Linked DNA regions of Mus musculus: all the other regions are linked to region 1. The links are chromatin contacts, called in public HiChIP or PLAC-seq maps. All regions are on one chromosome and are shown on one strand. The core of a region is the stretch at or near the end of the contact, and the rest is flanking DNA. Distances in the headings are between cores, read along the strand shown.

Region 1 (2,700 bases), core at 156-2,655:
CAGATAGGTAAAGCCATGAGGCTCAGATAAAGTCTAGGAGGAGTTTCTATTCTGATGGGGCTGCTGGAAAAACAACCCTATAGGGACCACTGTTGGGTGAAAGATGACTCCAGATCAGCAGGAGACCCGAGGGGACCCTCTCACCCCTCTCTATTTCAGATGTCTAGAGAGGGACAGGCACTGCATGCATGCTTAATGAGTATTAACTGGGAGCAGCTGAAAGCATTAAGGACCAGCGTGTAACAGATTAGCTCACAGGGAGTAACCCAAACACATCTCCTTGGGGTTACATTTATCAGGGCACCTCGCTGGGTGTTCTCGCCGTCAGGAACCGCTTTGTAACCACATGCCCACTGCACCAAGGCCTCTGCCTTAGGAAGCGGCGCTGTGTTTGTTCACCCAGCGGAGCTTCCAAGGACATGAATTAAACATTTGTTCCTCCCAGCTCTGGCAGTTTGCCGCATTCTTGCGGAGGAAAGTCTAAAATGGCTTTGTTCTTTTTGCTGCAATCAAGGAGGGACCTGGAAGCAGAAGATACGGTAAGGCGAAGATCTTTAATTTGGCCACTAGGTGGCAAAAGAGTTCTACTGAAGATACTGCAGGCAGCCCAAGGCACTCTTAGGGAAATCCTAGACAGGTTTTCAGAGCAGGACAGGTTCTGTGAGAAAAGATCTCAGGGAAATGAAGGAGCTAAACTGATGCGAACAGCCTCTAGCACTCTGATCAAGACTACAAATCAGGATCCCAACTTCTAGAACAATCTTGTTCAACAAGCCACTCCGTTTCCCCCTCTTTAGGTATGCTCGTCTTGTATTCTCGGCGAAAATACAATAAGGAGGTGAACGTGGCATTTCAAATTAAAATTTAAACGTGCAGTTGCCAGTCTCGCGGTAGACACCTCTGAGATGACCCAAAGGCTTCGGACTCATAATTCTAACCCTCTTATGTCCTCGATCCCACCCCTTACGTCCTTACCCCGGCTGACCAGCAAATGTGCAGGTCAAATGCAGATGGAGACTCTAGCCAGCAGACCCGAATCCAAGCCCATTTGCCAGGTTCCCAAACCTTGATGTCTAGGCTTTCTAAACAAAAAGAGGAGGAACGACTCCATCATCAAATTCCCACCCAAAGACCATAGACATTCATCAGAAAGTGGACTTACTATCATTTTTATTTTAAAAATATTTATGATTGTGATGGATTGAATGAGATGTTCCCCCAAAGTCTCCAGTATTTGAATACTTGGACACCAGTTTGCAGTACTGTTAGGGGCAGCTTGGGAGTTACGGCCTTGCTGGAGAGCAAATGTGGACTTTGAGAGCTTAAAGCCTTGGCCAGTTTGAGTTGGCGTTCTCTGCTTCTTGCTTGCAGTTTGAAGAAGTGAGCTCTCAGCTTCCTGCTACGGCTCCGCCCATCGCGGCTCCGCCCATCGCGGCTCTGCCCCTCTGCCATCATAGACCTTTACCCGTCTGGTACTGTAGCCCAAGTATAACCTTCCTTCTATAACCTGTCTTGGCCACGTTGTTAAGCAGTAGAAAAGTAACTAAGACGCGGTCTTTTAAATTTTCATATACCCTATCATGTTTCAAAAAGGTCTTACAAAACAACTAAGCCACCCACACGTCTCAGAGACCAAGAAGTGCTTGAATGATGATAGCCCTTTCAACAAAAACTATTAAAAATATTTACTGGGTGCCACCTTAGTTAGTTTGTGTGAGTTATTTTACCTAATATCCTGTCAACAGAAATCATATTTGTCTAGCTCAACTGGCTCTTTTTTCTTGCCAACTATGAATTCATATTTTTGACAAATGAGAAATTTACACTAGTGGATCTACCCTGATGTGACCTTTTTCTTTTCCTGCCACTTTTGAGCTGTGTGAGGACACTGGGTGCTTGTGTGGCCTTGGTGATGCCCACATTTCTTAAAGCTTGTAGCTAGCTGTATTGTTATTTCAAACCATCTTAGGGAGATAGGTAATGCTGGAAGCACTTGGTTCTTCTTTTCCAAAGACCATTCTCTTGTTAAAGGGATCAGAGAAGAATCGATACCATTATAAATAAAGAATTGTGTTCCCAGGAGGAAGGAGCAGCTCTTCCTTATTCAATTATAATTAATAAATGAGGAGTTAAGGGAAAATCCACAAAAATCAGATACTGTGATTTTAAAAGACTCTTGTAGGTGACTCTGGATAAGTAAAATGAAGGCAAGGTCCCGCACATTGTGATTGTTCCTGTTCAGTATCCCATATTGTCCACATCCTTAATAAGGAGCAAAAAGATCACATTTCCCAGTCTCCCTGGCAAGTGGTTCTCACATGATTAACTTCTGGCCAATGGAATATCAACACCTGGTGGGTTAATTTCCAGGAAAGCTTTTAAAAACAGAATATAGACGTAGCCTTTTCCCTCCCTCTTTTTTCTTTGCTTCCCATCTAGAAGACAGATTTTATGGCCGCTATTATCGTGGATGCATGTGAAACATGAAGCAGCTGTAGGTATGGAAACCACGTGCTGACATGCAGACAGAGAGAGAAAAGGTCCTGATCACCCCGCAGAACTCCCAAGCCGGAACCAGTCTCACTGCCTCCAAACTATGCAAGCATTACACAGCACTCCACGTCAGGAGTTGGCAGCCAATAGAAACTTGAATGGACACAGGAGTATGAAAACCTGTGAGATAGAGAAAATGGTGAGAAA
Region 2 (2,700 bases), core at 155-2,654, 360 kb before region 1:
CTAAATAAATTCTATTCTATACTATGGTATCCCAGGGGGAAGGGACGCCTCAGCATAGGCCCGCCAAGGCACCCCCTTACCCCAACACCATACGGAGCCTGTTACCAAATACCCCTTCTTCTTAATCTTTTTATAAAACACATCTTCACACCTGCGAATTCTGTTATGTTACTTTATTTGTTTCAGATTTTGCCTTTTTTAAGACAAAGTTTCACTCAGTAGCTCAGACTGGCTTGGAAGTTGCTACCAATTTTCGGCACTCCTCCTGCCTCAGTTTCTAAAGAGAGGGCCTGAGGCCTCAGAGCATTGTTTGTTGAGACATTGGTCTCCTGTCCCAGGCCTTCCTCTGACTCCCGGTGGAGCCGAGGATGAACTGTAGAGGACGAACTGTAACTCTTTGCTGCCTTCCTCTTGACCTCCAAGTGTTGGAATTACAGGCATGCACCTCCCGGCCTGGCTTTCTGTACTGCTGGGGAATGGAACGCAAGCTTTCTAAATGCTCCATCGCTACCCAGCCACGTAAAACTGAGCTGTGTCCTCCGCGCTGGGGATTTTTCTCTTGAGTTCATACACTTCTTTTAACCAAGTTGAAGCCCTGACTATTGAAGACAAGCTAAATAACTGCGAACGACTCCGCTTTACACGGAAGCGGTGCCATCATCAGCCAAGGACAATCACAGGTGTAAGCAGAAATGGAATAAACCCCGACAGACTGAAGACACAGAGACAACAGACCAGCAAGCGGTGCCTACCGGGAGCAAGCGGTGCCTGCCCGGGTTCCTCTTCCCCTGGGCTCCCTCACTCCAGCCCTGCCAACACTATCTACCCACGCAGACTTTGTACTCTTTCTGTTCGAGGTTCCAAGAAACCCTTCCTTAGGTGTTTAGTATGCCTCAACTACCTCTTTCCCGGTGACCAGGAGTTTTGGAAAGTCTAGACTCAGCAGCACTTTGAGGGGCGCCTCGCTCGTCCCTGGGGGAGAGTGTGCTAAGGAGCTATGGATGATCAGTCAGCCCCAACATCTGGGCTTCCAGTGTACCCCGCAGCTCCCGTTCTTCTAGACCATTGGCTCTCGGCCTCCCTAACGCTACAGCCGTTCAACACAGTTCCTCATGTTGTGGTGACCCCCCCAACCATAAAATTATTTTGTTGCTAATCCATAACTGTAAATGTACTAGTGTTATGAAGCATAACGTAGATATCTGATATGCAGGATATCTGATAGGCGATCCCTGTGAAAGGGTCGTTCGCGACCACAGCGGGCTCGCAACCCACAGGCTGAGAACCACAGCTCTAGCTAGCTGCCTGCCTCATTTCCTCATGGGCTGTGGGTTGCACAGTCATTTGCTCTCTGACCTAGTCTAAATCAAGAGGGAAGAACATCCATGGGACTTCAAAAATGGGATCTGCAACAACTCCCGAATTGTGAAACAGCAGTGCTTTGCCACACTGTCCAAACTGCATTGAGGGCTGCAGAGACCTTCAGTCTCTGGTGACGCAACCGGTCAGCAAACAATAGCTGCTTCCAAGCCGGATAAGCATATGTAAATCTGTAAATCATACTAGACTACTAGAAAGCAAAGAATTGCGGTGCATCTTTCTTTAATAAAAGTTATTTTCCAAAGCTCTCTGTCATGATTGGTTAAATGCACATTTTCAAACCAGAGTTTTGGTTTGTTTTTTGTTTTTTGTTTTTCATTTCATGGCTTGGAAAATTCCAGTGGCCCTCTGCAGTTTCCTTATTGACAGGAGCTATCAGGCTTCCCAAGAGGGTCTTATCTGCCAGCACCAGCCGCTCCTGCCAAGCTGCCAGACAGGTTCAGTGGGATTACACAGCTGCCTGCCTGAGCGCTGCGGGCCAGAAGGAACTCCTAGCTCTTTCCTTTCCCGGCCTGCAGGCTTTGACCTGTAAGGAGGTGCCTGAACAGTCTAATCTGTCACCCAAGTATGCCGGAGCAGCCGTAGTAATGCCCTTTATTACGTGGCTTAGCATTGCTCCCAAGGCTCGTATTAGGAGTTGCTTGTATAAATCGCCGCACTGGAAGCTATGCCTGGTATTTCTATAAAACCCTTTCAAGACATGATCTAATGATTCAGTTTATTTATAGCAACCAATAGGAACAAGACCTTTCCTTTTTTTTTTTTTTTTAAGAGAAAACAGTTTTCTTTTCTTCTTTTTTTCTTGGAAATTTTCTTTATTTACATTTCAAATGTTATCCCCTTTCCTGGTCCACACCCCCGCCCCCAACTCCAGAAATTTCCTCTCCCATGCCCCCTCCACCTGCTTCTATGCGAGTGTTCCTCCACACACCTACCCACTCCCACCTCCCAGCCCTCAGTTCCCCTACACTGGGGCATCTATTGAGTCTTCATAGGACTAAGGACCTCTCCTCCCATTGATGCATGACAAAGCCATCCTTTGCTACATATGCAGCTGGAGCCATGCATACTCCTTGGTTTAGTCCATGGGAGCTCACAGGGGTGGGGTGGGGGGTGTCTGGTTGGTTGATATTGTTTCCTATGGGTTTGCAACCCCCTTCAGATCCTTCAGTCCTTTCTCTGACTCCTCTATTAGGGACTCAGTCTAATGATTGGCTGTGAGCATCAACCTCTGTATTTGTAAGGCTCTGGCAGGGCCTCTCAGGAGACAGATATCTCAGGCTCCTTTCAGTATGCACTTTTTGGCATCCACAATAGTGT
Region 3 (2,700 bases), core at 131-2,630, 430 kb after region 1:
GCAATTTGGAATTAGTATCAACACAACAGTCTTAGCATATAGCTTGGTGGTGGAAATTTTGTCTGGTATACGAGGCCCTGTGTTCAATTCCCAGGCTGTGCCAAGAAATGAAACAACCAAACTCCCCCCTTGAGGGATTCTATGAGAAGATGGCTGCTTCTCCGATGTAGGTATCCATAAAATTATAAATTAATGAATTATAGCACAGCATTATGGTGGAATTTCCACCATATCATATGTTTACTATTAACACTTAAAAACTAAAATTTGCGAAGTAGCAACAAGTTAAACAAGAATCATGAATTCACTTCCAATTGCAGAAAAGCATACAGCTTCCTTACCGGGGGAGGGTTCTCCCATTTCCTCAGAAAGTCTTCTTTGGCTTTGGCTAGAAACTCTTTCACTGGAAAAAAGAAAAGAAAATAGACAGTGTCTGGTAAGAATGCGTATATTGCATAAAGAAGACACATCCCATGTGGCTATATGAAACACAGATATCCTTGTGTGAGCAACTGTTGTAAGGACACGTGCATCCCTCAGTGTGACAGCCCAGGGGGCTACTGGTGTCTCCATTTCTAAAGGCCTCAACGATTGCTCTACATAGGGCCCACTCTGACACCATCATACCCAGTCACCACAATGCTCAGAAAACATACTGAGGTTGTGTACAAGCTATCAACTGATGACAACCTAGTGACTGACTAAGCCGTGAGTGGGGTTAATGGAAGCTGGAGCTCGAGCTGAGGATAGTCAACCTGAGAACTGGTTGTGGGAAAAGGCAGTTCCAGGTACAGGCTGTGTGCATTAGATCTGTGGTCTCTCCACCAGCAGAGAGCAGCGGAGAAACCACAGACTAACAGGTACAGACAGGATCTACAAACCCATAAAACCCAAAAGGAACAAAACACTAATTACAATACAAACTACTTTAAAAACTAGCTGTGAACTTATAACAAAAATTAAACTGAATGTCTGATTTAAATTTTACATTAAAATAAAGTCAAACAGAAGCAGATGTTTATATGGTAGTTAATAATAGCTGTATTTGTAGAGCTGTGGTTTATATTGTTAAATTTGTTAACCAAAGATGAGTCACTTAAGAGTATGTCCTGTTTACACACTCCTCCCACAAATTCACTAACAAGGGCTTCTGTTTTTAAACAAATTTTTGATGGTTTAGAAACAAATAACTGTAAACATTTAAAAATGATATATTCTTATTTTTATGTAAAAAATGAGAATACAATTGGATTACACAAGATCCCTTTACTATATCTTTTGTTCAGCAGAATCCTGGCATTTCCCTGCGTGGCTCAATGGAGGAGAGAGCAGGGTGACAGGCCACAGAACAGTAAGATGCTGGGGGAGATGAGCTGTTGCATCAGCCACTACTTTAGAAACAAAGAGTGGCTGGAATACAGCCAGAATCACGCTAGGCATGATGGGGTCTGCAATCCCAGTTTGTCGAAGGCTGAGATGGGTGCACTACAGTGTATGTTCAAGACCAGCCTGGGCTACACTGTGATTTCTAGGCAAGGCTAGGCTATAGGGCAAGGACTCTGTCTCACACAAACAACAACAAATGTTCCTATCAAATCCCCAAATAGGGCAAAGCAGAGACCCGGCGTGCACAGCAGGGACCTGATACTTACGGTGTGCATTACACTGTCTTGTTTTCTCTACAGGACAACACCTATGGCCCAGCACAAACCAAGATGGCGCTTGCCATTCTGTTCTGCCATTTTAATATGCGGACAATGAGGAACATCAATAATAAACGGTAGTTTTGAGAGAACGCCGCTTATGCATTTCTGGAAATAGCACTTTACGACTTTCTAAGTATTGTATCATACAGAATTTGCAAAATACTTATTTTAAAAATTAGAGAAAATTAACTTTCAGAGTTAAAATTCTCATGTACCAAAACAGTAAATTAACTGATACATATAATTATCAACACATGATCTAATTCATTTTAGGACTGGAAAAGTCAAGAGGCTTTGGGTTGTAGTCTGAACTCTGATCTTTGGGAAGTTGGTATGCTAGCGGCATGGAGAGCGCTCGCTTGTTTTGTGTCTGCTCCAGGACTCCAACCAGGGGCTCTCACATGAACTGACTGGCATGTTTCTTACCACTAAGCTCCATCCCAGGCTCAAAAAGGCTGGCTTTGTATCTTATAACTAAGTTTTTTGTTTATTTGTTTTGTGTTCATGGAATAGAGATGTCTGCACATGCCCATGACTTGGAAATAATGGGTGTAAGTTAAATTAGAAACAAAACACATCAGGATATATAACTGTGGTTTCTGGAAAAAAAAAAGCCCTATTTGGTGATTCTGAAAATGAAAATAATACATCTCTAAATTTCTTCTGAAAAATATTTCAGTTCCCATGTATAACAGAACTGTGAAGTTATGGTGCAAACTCTCCAGATACCTGCTGAGTTCACATCGACCAGAGAAGGGAGAAGTGGGGAGAGAGAGAGAGAGCCTGCTCTTGTGTTACCCTGAGGAGGGTTGAAGGGAACGGAGGCGAGTGAGCAGTGAGCACAGATGACAAAGACCTGTGCGGGGACACACAACAGTCTCTTCTCCTGTGCCCGTGATGAGCTCCAGGAGACAGGCTTTGATGCTACCCAGGATTCACTTGTGCTTTGAAATATTCTCCGCACTCATGAGCAGTCTAAGTTTACTGACAAGTC

What was found. HiChIP or PLAC-seq counts read pairs in DNA pulled down with a chosen protein or histone mark.
Region 2: an H3K4me3 HiChIP or PLAC-seq map of bone marrow-derived macrophages shows a contact between it and region 1, with 4 times the contacts expected there. The contact joins two enhancer-like sites. A contact is called at or near these places in 10 of 484 Hi-C or Micro-C datasets (the Ba/F3 cell line, the G1E-ER4 cell line, adipose-derived mesenchymal stem cells and 4 more) and 1 of 115 datasets of contacts at active chromatin or transcription factors (bone marrow-derived macrophages).
Region 3: a contact with region 1 is called in an HNF4G HiChIP or PLAC-seq map of pancreatic cancer cells. The contact joins two enhancer-like sites. A contact is called at or near these places in 2 of 484 Hi-C or Micro-C datasets (cerebral cortex and cortical neurons), 8 of 115 datasets of contacts at active chromatin or transcription factors (bone marrow-derived macrophages, embryonic basal ganglia, embryonic forebrain and 4 more) and 3 of 9 other capture datasets (adipose tissue, embryonic stem cells and pancreatic islet).

What each region holds. Positions count from the first base shown.
Region 1 is chr3:146,327,561-146,330,260 of GRCm38.p6, forward strand. No RefSeq gene overlaps it. Among named protein-coding and RNA genes, the nearest start is that of Gm40167, 18 kb to the right of the region's middle. Within about 2 kb of position 1,406, at least 118 of the 459 cell types and tissues checked have an H3K27ac peak or open chromatin away from gene starts, as enhancers often do. A contact at or near this core is called in the Ba/F3 cell line, the G1E-ER4 cell line, bone marrow-derived macrophages and 2 more, where this site is marked.
Region 2 is chr3:145,962,802-145,965,501 of GRCm38.p6, forward strand. No RefSeq gene overlaps it. Among named protein-coding and RNA genes, the nearest start is that of Gm35352, 23 kb to the right of the region's middle. RefSeq lists an enhancer at 1,298-2,128. Within about 2 kb of position 1,405, at least 113 of the 459 cell types and tissues checked have an H3K27ac peak or open chromatin away from gene starts, as enhancers often do. A contact at or near this core is called in the Ba/F3 cell line, the G1E-ER4 cell line, bone marrow-derived macrophages and 1 more, where this site is marked.
Region 3 is chr3:146,757,366-146,760,065 of GRCm38.p6, forward strand. Prkacb (protein kinase, cAMP dependent, catalytic, beta) reads right to left here. Exons shown (of 10, transcript NM_011100.4): 2 at 342-403. Among named protein-coding and RNA genes, the nearest start is that of Prkacb, 54 kb to the right of the region's middle. Within about 2 kb of position 1,381, at least 52 of the 459 cell types and tissues checked have an H3K27ac peak or open chromatin away from gene starts, as enhancers often do. A contact at or near this core is called in bone marrow-derived macrophages and pancreatic cancer cells, where this site is marked.